2 separate regions of the Zea mays genome follow, and region 2 is linked to region 1. A link is a contact called in public Hi-C data. All regions are on one chromosome and are shown on one strand. The core of a region is the stretch at or near the end of the contact, and the rest is flanking DNA. Distances in the headings are between cores, read along the strand shown. Region 1 holds the start of LOC100276744. Region 2 holds the start of LOC542337 (acidic ribosomal protein P2a-2).

Evidence for each region. Hi-C and Micro-C count contacts between places; a contact is called where the count stands out from the background.
Region 2: a Hi-C map of tassel shows a contact between it and region 1, with 6 times the contacts expected there. The contact joins the promoter of LOC542337 here to the promoter of LOC100276744 in region 1. A contact is called at or near these places in 2 of 25 Hi-C or Micro-C datasets (ear and tassel).

The regions. Positions count from the first base shown.
Region 1 is chr8:74,320,049-74,327,158 of Zm-B73-REFERENCE-NAM-5.0, reverse strand. LOC100276744 reads left to right here and starts at 2,622. Exons shown (of 7, transcript NM_001291640.1): 1 at 2,622-2,812; 2 at 4,022-4,064; 3 at 4,150-4,242; 4 at 4,337-4,399; 5 at 4,486-4,581; 6 at 4,683-4,760; 7 at 4,849-5,204. The coding sequence starts at 2,637. The coding sequence ends at 4,935.
Region 2 is chr8:74,616,596-74,624,326 of Zm-B73-REFERENCE-NAM-5.0, reverse strand. LOC542337 (acidic ribosomal protein P2a-2) reads right to left here and starts at 4,046. Exons shown (of 4, transcript NM_001111918.1): 1 at 3,996-4,046; 2 at 3,172-3,260; 3 at 2,656-2,879; 4 at 2,198-2,458. The coding sequence starts at 3,259. The coding sequence ends at 2,432. It overlaps LOC109941579 (protein ANTAGONIST OF LIKE HETEROCHROMATIN PROTEIN 1-like), which reads left to right and starts at 6,725. Exons shown (of 2, transcript XM_035961716.1): 1 at 6,725-7,731. The coding sequence starts at 6,960.

The DNA.
Region 1 (7,110 bases), core at 1,373-3,872:
AATGGATGTTTAGAAATCCGAATTATCCGTATTCATATTTGCTAAAACTGCTAATATGGATATCCGTATCCGCATTCGATTTCAATATGGATGTCAAGTTGACGTATCTGAATTCGATTTATATTACTTTTCTCTATCCGATTCCATATTCGTATTCGAAAAAAACCATGAAACATCCGATACTATCTGTATCCGTAAAAAATATGTTCCATAAAACCATTTAAAACTTAACTTTATCACTAATTACTAATTAAAAATGATTTTAAATTTAATAATACACTAGAAAAATGATATATATCATTTAAAATGTTAAAAAATATTTATATGATAAATAAATAAATATATCAACCTTATATTTTTAATGATATTCAACAATAAAATTTAATAGATTTCATAAACATTCAATTATAACTCTCCACTTTATCTATATAGCGAACACATCTCAACGAGGTTCCATAAACGTTCAATTATAACTCTTCAATTTACAATATATAGATAAATTTATTCATGTTTTCATTTAAGTTTTGGTACACACATTTATATAGGACATTCATTCATTTTAGAATAGAAAATTTGTTTTTCTTGGTACATTTACTATTTTATATTAATTTTAGTTTACTTGTATTTATACAAATGTCACTTATTAAATATCACGTGTTGTTGTTTATCTTTTGTTACATGATTTAATAGTTTAAAAGTATTATTTATATAGTTTTGTTGACTTGGATATGAAGGATTACAAGAAATCTATTTTAATTTAAATTTGTTTTGACTATCTATTGACTACCTATAAACTTATAATTAAATAAAAATTCACATGTACATGTGTTAAATTTTTGGGTATGTTGTTTAAGTTGAATTGAGTAAATATCCGAATAAGAATTAGAACTCGACTATCCGTTTTGTATTTATATTTAAAGATATTCGAATTCGGGCTAAAATAACTGTAACATTCGAATTTGTATCCATGCGTATTTGATCCGTTTTCACCCCTAGATACGGCGCACTGGAGCTGAAGATTTCGTCAACTATTCAGTTCTTGACCGGAGCGGAGCTTCGTTGGCTCGTTGCGGGTTGGGTGCTGTGCGACCGACGAGATACGAAAGAGGTAGTTGGCCGCACGAAATTTGTTACTTCCTGTCATACTCCGTATGGCACGGAGTAGGATTTATAGGGTAACCAATAATAATTTGTTGGAGATATATATAATTTTTAACAAGAGACTAGGTATATGGTTTTATTAGATAAATTTGACTAATATTAAAAGAAAAATATATCCAATAGATTTGTAAGCATGTGTTTGGTTTCGGAACGATGTGGGTCGGATCGGAGTCGACCCATTTTTCTGGGTTGGATCGGATCCGTTCCTTATTTGATTTCAGTGACAAGTTGGATCTAGTTTCTTGTTTGATTATAGGGTTAAAGTGAGTTAGAGATGCAACATCTCTTGTTTGCTTCGTGATGAAGGATAAAATGAATATGGTCATCTTTCTGGTCATATTACCACATTCAGGATGATATCTTCAATTCAATAAGATGACATCATTCAAAATACATGAAACTGACACTATTTTAATATTTGAGGAATCCATAAGCATAAGATATAAATAAATGGGTAAGTCGTAAATTTTTAGTGACGAGATCTCACTATTATATTTTAGTCATAATTAAAGACATCGCAACAACATAAAGATGTATTTCAGTGAATTTGTAACATTTGCCATCACTAGCAGGCTTGTCTAGGCGGTGACGAACACTGACATTTACCTGTTCGGCGACAGCACTAGCAAGGCTCGCAAGTTGTGCCTACTAGCGAACACGCCAGCTTCGGAGGGTAGGCCAGCGGGGGACTGACGACGGGAGGCAGGTGGGGATTAACGTCGGAAGGTAGGCCGGCGGGGTCTCTCGTCCCAGCAGGTCGGCAATGGCAGCGCACTCCTGTGCTGGTCTCGAGTGGATAAGGCATGGGTGACGAGAGGGTGGAGAGAAAGTGGGTCGAAATGGTTCACTTGTTTTTGAGCAATCACTAGAACTCATATTTACAATAAGTATTTCGACCTAGAATCAACCTAACCTGCGAACCTTTTGAACCAAACACGAGTTGTTGTGGGTTGAATCTGTTCCAACCCGCTTCAACCCGCTAACCAAACACACCATAAATGGCTCTTCCAACTTTGCTCTTTATTTTTGGATAGACTGCTTCACTCTTCATTCAATCTATAGATTTAACGAGCTTGTTGGATGAACCTACACTTTTTCTGTAAAATCAATTTTAGAGAGTAGCTAAATCTATAAATTTAACTAACTTTTTAACTAATCTTTTAGAGTTGCTTTAAGTACGGGCTGTTTTGAAGAGATCCTAATCTATAGTTTTAGGACGGCTAAATACAAGGAGCTGACGTCCCCCTCCGTGTTCACAAGTTAACTGGCTACATTATGGGCTTCCATCAATCTTGATGGGCCTCTATCTTACTGAGGTCCTTATCCAGCCCGACTTAGCGGAAGCCCGGCTCGGCCTAAGCCCAAAGACGTCTAGCAAAAATAACTGGTCTGAATTAATCTTCCGGTCCTGAATAAAGTGGAGGCGGAAACGAAGTATCTCAGGTTGCGTGGTGCGACAAACCGACAAGCCAACAATGGCGTCGTCAGCTGCTACGACCGCGAAGCTGATCGCGCTCCCGCCGGCGCCAACACGCGGCGGCTGCTGCTGCTGGAGGACACGCAGGCCCGCGATCCCCGCGGCGGCGGCGCGCCTCAAGGTCTCCGCCTCCGCCGCCTCGTCGGACGTGCCGGACTTCCTCTCGTCCAATTGGTCAGTACCCGCCGTTTCGACTTCCCTTGCCCCTGCTGCGTCTTGCTCTGCACGTATGAAAAGTCAGCTAGGTTGAGTATACGTTATGGGATTTAGTATGATTAGGTTGAGTAATCAGGGCAGACACGAATAGCTAGCTGATGGGGCCTCTGGTTTTGGTTTTTAGTGTGTTCTCTAACTCATTTTTGTGACTACTACACTACACCACCTTTTTTTCCCCAGCAATAAAGTAAATATATTCATTAGAAATTTAGAATGGAACAAAATTCCATGACAATATTATTTGGGTTGGTTACCGTGATCCAAACAGTCCGCTATTGGAACAAAACCCGAGCGCAAAACACACACACACAAATTTTTCAGGTATATACATCAGCTGAAATCTGTGTTCCTGACTAAACATTGTATTGACAGGATGTTATCATTGGCAATGAAAGTATGTACTGGAAATAAGTTCCTCTGGACTCGACTAAGTCTATTAACCGATAAAATGGATTCAATAAATCAAACAGAAAAGTGATTCTGCTCCCATTTTAGACATCCGAGCCTCAATTTGGTTTTCTGTAGAAAGATACCATACCATTCATTTCTCCAACCCACCTTTTGCCTACCAAAACTGTCACATGGCTACAGCTATCTGGATGCCGCATATTACAAAACATTGTGGTAATAATTTGTTCACTTCAGGGCTTCTGTGTTTGTTTAAGTTGGTTACCTAGACCATACATTCCAATTGGATATGCTAAAGATCAGTATGAAAGCAGATAGGAATGGATAAATACTGGGTCAGGAGTGCCTTTTTCCTTCTGCAATTTCGTTTTCCAACATTAGCCACAGATTTCTGGAGCTGTGAGTATCCCAGGTGAGGGATGCCTGTTTTTATTGGGCTTGACTCTTCTGAAGATTAGGTTGCCTGAGCATACATTAGTAGCTTATGTTCGGTAAAGTATCTGCACAGCACATATAGATATAGGGGCTTTAACATGAGGCAGACGGGCTGAATCACTTTTATTACTTGCATATATCCTTCAAGATTTTGTAAACTATAACTGCAGTTATTTTGTAAACTTGTGAAATTGTGTCGGCCATGATACTATGGCCTAACATACCAGATTTAATAATTAAGTCTGACATAGTACATGAACATGAGTTAATCCTGCAGTTGATGGGCTTGCAATACTGACTGGAACTTGCTGTTGTTTGCCTCAGGCTTGAAACCCGCAAGAGAAAGCCCTTCGGTCCCAGGTTGAATGTAATGCCCTGTCAGAAAACGATTGCAAACACGCATAAATATTTGAATCTCAGCATTGGGCATCTAAAGCGGTTCTATCTTTCAGTTTAGTGCAGAAGAAGCAGTCGAATACCAGCTTGAGTCCTTAAAGTACAATGATCTGCCCCGCCCAGATTATGGGATAGAGGTCATGTACCGGGTAACTATACAAGCATGAAAACTGTTCGTTCATCGGGCCTGGTGCTGATGAAACTCAACTTTGATGAGGCTGACAAGTCGTGTTTTCTTATTAGTTTGCAGGCTTTGACCCCTTCGAGAGGTCAACTTACTTTGGACGACAGTTTGATCTAGGACAGGTAACCTGAAAACCTGCTCCTTCTGGCTTATTTATACTGGCAGCCATAGCGTGTTACCTACTGACTGCCACCAAATACTGTTCCAGTTCGAGCGCTTCCGGCGTCTGTTTCACCACTCAACCTACAGAGTGCTGCTGGGCCACAGAGAGAGAAGAATATTGAGCAGTTTATGGGTTGAAGAGGTATTACAAGGCGAAACAGATGAAAGCTAGCATAATCCATACATGCATACATTCTCTGAGTGTTGGATTTATGTTACCCTGCATCGAATCATGTTGAACAGAACCAGTTCAAGCAAAGAGTTTGGATACAAGGAGCCCGTCCCGAGGAAGAAGAGATATTTCAATTCACAATGGTTCAGGTACCTGCCTGTCACTATGCCAGCGTGTTTTTTTTAACTTGCCGTCATTTGGGCCGTCCGGTGGTTTTAGTCTTGTTGCCTGTTGCAGAGGGTCGGAGGATCATGGGATGGTTACTGGCTGACAGAGAGCTTAATAAACGATGGAGACGCGTTCTCGGGTGGGATTGCTTACTGATGTAGTGATGATTGGTGTAAATCGATCAGGTGCAGACTAGCAGGTGGCTTGAAAAAGCTGAGAGACATGTTGGTGTGTAGAATATGCCCTGGCTTTCTGGAGATGTTTGGCACTGTCGGACACGCTAGTATTGTACAGGAAGACCTCTCACGGCGCCCATAGCACCAGATGGCCAAGCATGCATATCTGTGGAATACTTTTCTGTTGTACGCCTGCTGCTTGCCTGGTTTGGTAAGAGGAAGACGGCGCTGCACATCTTGCGCCTTCATCTGCAGCGAGTTACGGCGCGGTTCTTTCTTGATGTCCTCTCCTTTCTGTGTAAAGTGCTTCGAGTTTTGGCCACTGCCTCTTTTCACTTTTACGTGTCTGTTGTTTGGTCGAGACGTCGAGTCTATGGTGTCGCCAGCAGCTCCTGCATGCACTCTCGCGACCTACGGCAACTTTTTTAAAAAAAACGTTATTCCTACGTTACAAAACAGAGACCGCTGGGCTGCAACGAATATATGCAATGGTTTTCACACGCACCGGAAAGGCGAGGATGATGTTTGGGCAGCTCGATAACGTGCTTGCGAGACGAAAGGAACAAGGGATCGGCTGTATATTATCTATCATCTGACCTCTATATATGATCTAGGCAGTGTGACCAGGTGATTCGATCGGTGAAGAGAGCAAATCTCTTTGGACTTTGACCCTGACTTTCTCCGTACTGCTCTGTTACTTCCGCGAATGACCGAACGTATCTGATGCACGCAGAGTACATTAAAGTTTGGTGTACATGGTGCACTTAATAAATCATCATCATTTATCTCAGATCTAACATCTCTGGTTACGCCATCTAAAATGATAGAATATATTTGTCAGGGACCATAATTAGGGGTACCCTCAAGGCTCCTAATTCTCAGCTGTTAACCCCCATCAGCACAAAGCTGCAAAGGCCTGATGGGCGCGACTAAGTCAGGGATCGGTCCATTCGAGGGACTCGATCACGCCTCGCCCGAGCTCAGCCTCGGACAAGGGCAGCCGACCTCAGAGGATCCCCGTCTCGCCCGAGGCCCCCCTCCAGCGACGAACATACTTCCGGCTCGCCCGAGGCCCAGTCTTCGCCAAGAAGCAACCCTGGCCAGATCGCCACGCCAACCGACCAAATCACAGGGGCATTTAATGCAAAGGTTGCCTGACACCTTTATCCTGACGCGCGCCCTTCAGTCGACAGAGCCGAGGTGACCGCAGTCACTTCGCCGCTCCACTGACCAGCCTGACAGAAGGGCAGCGCCGCCTGCGCCGCTCCGACTGCTGTGCCACTCGGCAGAGTGAGGCTGACAGGCAGTCAGGCCCGGCCTCAGGCACCATAGGAAACTCTGCTCCGCCCGACCCAGGGCTCGGACTCGGGCTCAGCCCCAGAAGACGGCGAACTCCGCTCCGCCCGACCCAGGGCTCGGACTCGGGCTAAGCCCCGGAAGACGGCGAACTCCGCTCCGCCCGACCCAGGGCTCGGACTCAGGCTCAGCCCCGGAAGACCGTGAACTCCGCTCCACCCGACCCAGGGCTCGGACTCGGGCTCAGCCCCTGAAGACGACGAACTCCGCTCCGCCCGACCAGGGCTCGGACTCGGGCTCAGCCCCTGAAGAGGACGAACTCCGCTCCGCCCGACCCAGGGCTCGAACTCGGGCTCAGCCCCTGAAGACGACGAACTCCGCTTCGCCCGACCCCAGGGCTCGGACTCAGCCCTGGCTTCAGCCGACGGTCTCCGCCTCGCCAGACCCAGGGGCTCGGACTCGACCTCGGCCACGGAAGACGGACTCGACCTCGACCTCAGAGGAGCCTCCACATCGCCCAACCTAGGGCGCGGACCGACCTCGTCAGCAGGAGGCGCCATCATTACCCTACCCCAAGCTGACTCAGGCTACGGGGAACAAGACCGGCGTCCCATCTGGCTCGCTCCGCCAGATAAGCAATGATGGCGCCCCGCACGCTCTGTGACGACGGCGGCTCTCAGCCCCCTTACGGAAGCAAGAGGACGTCAGCAAGGACTCGACAGCTCTGACAGCTGTCCTTCCGCCAGGCTCCAGCGCTCCTCCGACGGCCACGACACCACACGAACCGGGTGCCAAAACCTCTCCGGCTGCCACGATGGCATGTACTTAGGGCGCTAGCTCTCCTCCGCTAGACACGATA
Region 2 (7,731 bases), core at 2,797-5,296, 300 kb before region 1:
AACTTTATAAAGGCCTCGTAGTGTTGTCCAGCCTCGCTTCCTTGGTAGAGGTGTATGAGAGTCGCGATCCGTTGGCAGATGGGTAAAATAACTTGTAGTACAGGACACAACCTCTGCAGAGTGTAAAACTGGTATACTAGCCGTGCTCACGATCATGAGCAGCTCGGAACTCTCGCATGATAAATTTATGGAATTTAAATTTCAATTTGTCATTTGCATTGCATGGAATTATTTATTAATTTTGTTCTATTATTTTTATTATGGTTTGGTATTCACTTACATTTAGTAACTGCTAATAAAATTTTGATCAACTTATTAAAAGCAATGCTCAGCTTTAACACCTATTGTTGATTAGTCTTACACATCATATGAACTCCCACCTTTGGTGAGTTCATGTACACTGGTTTCCCAACAACTTGTTTAGCTATGATCATGTGTGAGCTCACTCTTGCTGTCTCACACTCCCCCACAGGAGAAGAACAGGTGGTTCAGGAGGAGCCACACAACGAGGAGTTTGATCTGATCTAGGTGGCGTCTCCCAGTTGACTTTGTGGCGCCAAGGATGATCCTTAGTTCGGTTTATATTTATCATTTATTTTGTAAGACTTTTGTTATGTAATAAATACTCTGATGTTATTGTGACATTTATCTCTATACACTCTGTTATTATATATTTTTTGGCGTATGTATGAGATGCACCCGGCTCTGTCACTTAAATCCGGGTGTGACAGAAGTGTTATTAAAGGAAATGTTAACTGTAGGACGAAACCTAGATAGAAATGGATAAAACTCTTACCTACTTACCTTACTATAATTCATTCTATACTTATCTTGATCATGTCTCACCTTTTGTTGTCATACTCTGATTACTCTTATCTTTTCCACTCTAAGACAAGATGGATTTCACACCTTAGAATTCTACATTTATGACATTCTTAAGAGATAGGGAACCTAAGACAAAATTAAAACTATTTTTTTATTTAAAAATGTTTGTTGATTGTTCTGATGATAAATGACTGGTTTGCTTTCTTTGATTGATTGAAATATTATAAATGGACATCTTAGCATATACTACCATAAGCTAATGAATTAGCTTTGGTAAGTAAAACATTAATCTGTTTAGCTAATAAATACCCGAAAGTAATGATTTGATCTAGGTGGCGAGTTAACTTTATGGCGCCAAGGATGATCTTTAGTTCGTTTTATATTTATCATTTATTTTGTAAGACTTCCGCTATGTAATAAATACTCTGATGTTATTGTGACATTTATCTATATACACTCTGTTATTATATATGTTGTCTTCTTTAGCGCATGTATGAAATACACCGGGCTTTGTCCCTTAAATTTGAGCGTGATCCAAATATGTTTTATGACCTTTCTGCGTTGTAAATAACACTTGTGTTTTTCCTATTCCTAATTTCTGAAAATCTTGTGTTCCAATAAACCGAGAGGCTGGAAATTAAATGGATATTAATATTTTGGCAGCCAAGTCTTAAAATTTGGAATATATGTATAAAAATAAAATATAAAACACATTTCTATATAACAAACGCGTACACAAAGCTCGCTCCTCAGTAAGCCACGTCATCCTTTGGTTGTGCAGCCGTTCGATCGCGCTTGCAGCCGTTCGATCGCGCTTCGACGGTCCCGTGCAGCTCTCCAATCCGCTACGCAACGAGAAGTTTCCAGATGCTCCATCACCTCCAGCTAAACGCCCACCGTCCGGCCCCAGCTTGTGCGTAGCGTCGCCCATGAAGCTCCTCCCTCCCATGGAATTTCTCTCATCGTCTCACTCGAGAACAATCTCGTGCCGACCGCCCACATCTTCTCGGCAATACTCTCTACCACTTCCTTCCAAACTCCATCCTTCAACTCCATCCTTCAACACGGCGGACGCCTTCTCTACGAGCTCCTTGGCCTCCTTCAGATCCAGATCCGTGAACGGAGGAGGTAGGCGCGCTCCTGGACGAGGACGTGGCGAGGTATGCCACGGCCGACCTAGTATCTATACATAATTTCATATACTTATAGAATTTGACCATAATGTAAAATTGTTTAAAATAAAAGGTACCACAAGATCTTACGAAGCATTAATATCAGCTTGATAACTCTAGGCTCACCGCCATCAAGTGATTTTGTGATTGCAAATAGCTATAGTAGGTGAATAAGGATGAACAAAGCAATATCAACATGTAACAACAAAATAGTTAAAAAGCCAGGAAACTTTGGGATAACAAATTCAGGATATAAGATAGAAAAACTCTGGTTCACGAGTAAATCCCAACCAGCATAGCAACCTACGGCTGAATTACCAAATATAAAGACAAGTAGCAGTACTTTCCAACATAAAACAAGGTTAAAATCTAAACATGACTCTGGTTTTCCTCTGGTTTCACTGCCCGAAACAATACTGTGATGACTGTGCAGCCTAGTCGAAGAGGCTGAAGCCCATATCCTGCATAAAAGATAATTAACATGATAAAATCTCTGGATGTGTCGACAGCAAAGGAAACAACAGTATAAAAGAATCGGTGGCCATGATATCAAGATGAATTGAAAGTAGTATATTCATAATACCAGAACAGAGTAATTTATTACTGCTGCTCTGATAGGGAAAAATGTGCAGCCAGAATTGGAGAACAACGATCTTACATCATCGCTTTCTTCCTTCTCTTCCACCTTCTCTTCTTTCTTTGCCTCAGCTGTAGGAGCAGCTCCGCCAGCAGCAGGTGAAGCTGCCGCAACAGCGACACCACCGCCACCACATGGGACTGAAGCAAACTTCTCCCTGCCCGCGGCAATGAGCTCGGTGATGTCCTTACCGCTCAGTTGGGACAGCAGGAGTTCCATCCTTTCATTGTCAACTTCACAGCCAACTGCAACATGAACAAGTAAGAATGATTGCATTAGATGCTTTTGCTACATGAGCCATGCGGCCAAGTACAACCAGAAGAGCAGAACACTAAATCAGTGAATACAGGACCACTATTGTGATGAATACCAATCAAACCAATTGTGCTAAATAATTGTTAACTTCTAGTTAAACATAAAAACCCTACTTTCAAGAAGCAGGTAATGCTATTGTCAGAATTGTGTCTTTTCCATAAACCAAAGCAGAGTTAATAGTAACAAGAGTTATCCATTGGAATGACAGTTAAATGAAATTACCTGACTCCAGAATGGCAGTCAAATCCTCAGCGGAGGGGCTGGCGTTCCCAGCGAGGACAGCAAGCAAGTAGGCAGCAACAAACTTCATCCTGCTCAAGCCATCAAAAATCATCGTATCAGTTACTTCAACTCTTTAGCTACATGACAGTGAGGTCAGGTAATAAAATGGTAAAGCAACTGACCCAAGGAACTAAAGCAAATCAACCTAAAAATCAAATTACCAGAGTACCTTGAATCTATTGTCTGCTAGAATCCAAAGAAATGCTCAAGCACTAATGTATGATAACAACAGTTATGTTGAAGGTGTCAGACAGCAGGACATACTGAAGCACCAGAAAAAATACCAACAGGCTTAACGGACAACCAAACAGAAGAGCATAGAGACCAGTATCTACGGTGAAAACACCAAATTTACTTGGTGAATGCGTACTACAGACCACAACAAGTAAACATGCACGCTCATGGACCAGAGCAAATCTTAACAAGGCCCTCCTCAACTAGAGATATAAGTCAACAAGCGGTCAAGGCATGTTATAAATAGATCAAGGATTCATTTAAATCCCAATATGAGAAACCAGCGCATCCACCACAGTAGCAGGGACCGTATCTAGTTCCCGTTCCCTAGCATCCGGCGCCACCTCCGCGTCTCATCTCCACACTACGTCGCAGGTACAATCGAGCCAGAAAAATCTGGCTGACGGTGGAATCAAGCGGGCATCGACGGCGACGCGCCTTGACCATGTGGCGAGCCGGAAGACGACTCAAGGTAAACATGAGGCAACTCGAAACACTATCACAAGAAGAAGCGAAGATTCGGAACTTACGTGCTCCGAGGACCCGGTCAACTGCGAATATCTGGAACAATCAAGCAAGCGGAATGACATCACTCGTCAGTGACGATTTGCGAGGGGAGGCTATATAGTACAGGAAGAAGAAGAGGAAAACAGGAGGGAGCGCCGCCACCTCGAGAGGAGAGGGACTGCGGAGCTGCTAGGGTTTTCGCATGCGGAGGAGACGGCTGGGAGTTTAGGTAGCTTCTGGGCTTCAGTGGGGCATATTGTCTTCACTGGCCGGTCCAGACATCGCATGTTATTTGGGCTAGACCCGATCTGCAGCCCATTAGGCCGGCCGTCCGGGCCAAAAACTACCGTTTTCATGAGCTACCTCAGCGGCCTCCGCGAAGCGCCGGGCGGCAAAGTCCGGAATCCGAGGATGTCACAGATGCCGACCAGCTACTGTCTGGACAAGACTAGCATTAGTTATATTTATAATAGAGACACGGTATCTAAAATATAATTTTGATCAATATTTTTTTAAATATAAATAAACTCATAATATATTTTAAATTTTATAAAGTATTTATTAAGATAAATCGGTGTATACAAATATTATATTTTAGAACTACATAATAAATAGTTATTTGTAGTCAAATTTTATAAATTTAATTTAAATCTTAACTAAAACGACAACTAATAGAAAATATGCGGGAGTATTGTGTTGTGTGTTTGGCTCCATGCTGTATTGCTCCTCGGACAAAAAAGAAAATTATCTCCTAACAGCGAAAAAAGGTAATTATCTCCTGTGTATTGTTCTCATAGCATCGGAGATGATTCACAACAATCACATGCCGAGGGTCAAGTTGATTTGGTTTTGCATGATTTCTTGTGCAGCAATTGTAAATGGTTTTTTATTAGGGTCAGAAAAAATGCAGATAAAATGTTTTGGTTCAGCTCTGACTAGCTTCATTTCCAAATATGAAAATATCTGATTATTAAAGTTTTGATAGGCAACATAGAAGCGTGTGTATAACCAGAATGCATGTGTCTATATTTCTTGGTAAAGCTTTATTTCCTTTTCACAAACTGAAGACACCATAGCTCAAAGTGCAACAAATCAATCGCCCAAGAAGCAAAATAGTGTGCAACAGAGTGGCTATTCAGGCAAGAGCACAGTTCTGAATGCAGAGTTTGTTCGTTTCATGGATTTGATCTTGCAAATTTCTGTATTAATTAGTCAGATTTGCTTGGTAATTACAGCCCGTTTGGTTCCCTAGAATTGGTCCAAATTGAATTAAATTCCATGTCTCGGCCTGTTTAAATCCCCTTAGAATTGAATTGGCCATTTCAGCCCATTTCCCATCCCTGAAAATTTGGGCTTGTCTCATTTCAGACCATCACCCATCGGAAAGCGTCAGAAAGTGGCTAGGGTTAGCCGTCCCGCTCCGCTCGCAGCATCGCTCGCCGCTCACGCCGCCTCGCTCCCTGCTCGCGGCATCGCTCTGCTCCAATCCGCCGCTCCACTCCAAGTCACACGGAGGCAGCCATCGCAGCCTCGCCCGACTCTGTTTCCCCTGTTCTTTGGGTGAGTTCTCTGCTGATCCATTCTCCCCTGAAAATCTTCGCCGTCGCATCTGAAAATATTTTGCCGCGTGATTAATTCCGAGCAAGGATAGGGGGTAATCGTTTCATCTCTGTAGCGGGAATGAATTGGATCGTTTCGCGCCTTTGTAGCGCTGGTGTATGCGAATGCCGACCCCCTATGACATCACATCACAGGTCACACACACACGGTCCGTATATCATATCATTCCTGGTCCTCTTGCTGCCTTGGTAGGTACTAGTGTTTATTCCTCACCAACCAATTCTTGCTCCAGAGCATGCTAGATCGTACTCCTACGTAGGTCGTAGGTACACGACCGGAATACGTGTACATCCATCATGAGTTGCATGCATGTCCTACTCCTAGTAGCAGCAGCATCAGAAATTTAGCAACTAGGCAGGCGCATTGGTAATCCGTTGATGGTCAATGCCGACTTTCTCCGGCGCAACGTGTTGTTTTACGGGTGTCGTCAAACATAAAAAGTGCTTCTTGATAACATGTTCTTGTTATTCTTCACCATCAGTCTTAAGGGTACATTATTACGTTGCTCTGAACTCTTATGACGGGAAGGCATTAGCAGATCAGAGGTAGTCTGAAGTCTGAACTGCCTATGAACTGGAACTGACTGCGAGGGCTGTTTGGCTGGTCCTTGTAATCAATTATTGGTTGGTCAATCATGCAGGGGAGGATATAGTTACCACTTCATACATAGAATTAAATCCACTATTGATAGTTATAATCGTGCAGACATAGTTCGTACCTTAGCTTGCAGGCTGTCATTTACTAGCATTTGTTCCATTAGTTTGCTTCGATCGGGGAGACTGTAATGTAGCTTTGTCCGAGGGCATAAATAATCTGTGTGGATATTTGGTTCCTGTCCATTTTTAAGGGCGCCTGCTTGAAAAGACAAATGGAAATAGGAAGGGAAGGAAAAGACAAATGGATTTTTTACTTGTCTGTTGTTCTGATATCTTCTGAACTCCCTCACTTGAAACCTATGTGATCAACAGAGATGTGCTACTGCTGTTCAGGAATCTACTTTTTCTTCTTTTGTGTGTTAAGTGATGTTTCCAACAAAGTTTTTTTGCAGTCTCGTCTAACTACCTCCAACAAATCATTTGCAGGAGTGTTAAAACAACTCGCTGTTTTGGGATTTGCCGTCTCAAGTTTCATCTAGCTACCTCGAACAAATCTTTCAATCTCCATGGCTACATCGGTACTTCTCCTATTCCACCTTGTGCTCCTACTAGTAGTGTTTTTATTCTTGAGTAGAGCATTTTGCTTTCAACTAGCATGTCTAATTGCATATAAATTACTTGTTCTAGATATCAACTCAATATACTAACGAGGAGGAAATTAAAAGGAAGAGAAAGAAGCGAAAGAGAGTTGTTGTATTAGCTGTGTCTATTATGGCTATTATTGCAAACCGGTATCAATGGAGGAGACCTAGACACATCGTAGATGCTAACGAAGTTCAAGAGAGAAATGTCGAGTCTAGAAAACAAATGCTACGTAATATGTACCAGGGTTCAAATGTCTATTGCTATGACAGTTTGCGCCTAACTAAGAGATCTTTTAGTGACTTGAGTGCCATCTTACGGGAAAAGAGTGGCCTACAGGATACCTTAAATGTGTCGGTAGAAGAAAAGCTTGCAATTTTTCTGCTTATAGTAGGTCATAACACCAAAATGAGGTTGATCCGTAGCACTTATGGGTGGTCCCTTGAACCAATCAGTCGACACTTCAACGAAGTGCTTAGAGGGATTCTATTTTTAAGTCATGAGTTCATCAAGCTTCCTAATCCAGAAACCACTCTACCTGAGGATCCAAAGTGGAAATGGTTTGAGGATTGTCTAGGTGCACTAGATGGCACACATATCGATGTGAATGTTCCATTGAATGACCAAGGTAGGTATAGAAATAGGAAGCAACGAATCACCACTAATGTATTAGGGGTTTGTGATCGACAAATGAAGTTTTTGTATGTCTTGGCTGGATGGGAAGGGTCGGCTTCGGATTCACGCATACTACGTGATGCCATGTCACGGGAGGACTCATTTGTTGTTCCTAGTGGTAAATTCTATCTAGTGGATGATGGATATACAAATGGTCCGGGATTTCTTGCCCCGTACCGATCTACACGGTACCACTTGAATGAATGGGCTATTCAAGGCAACAATC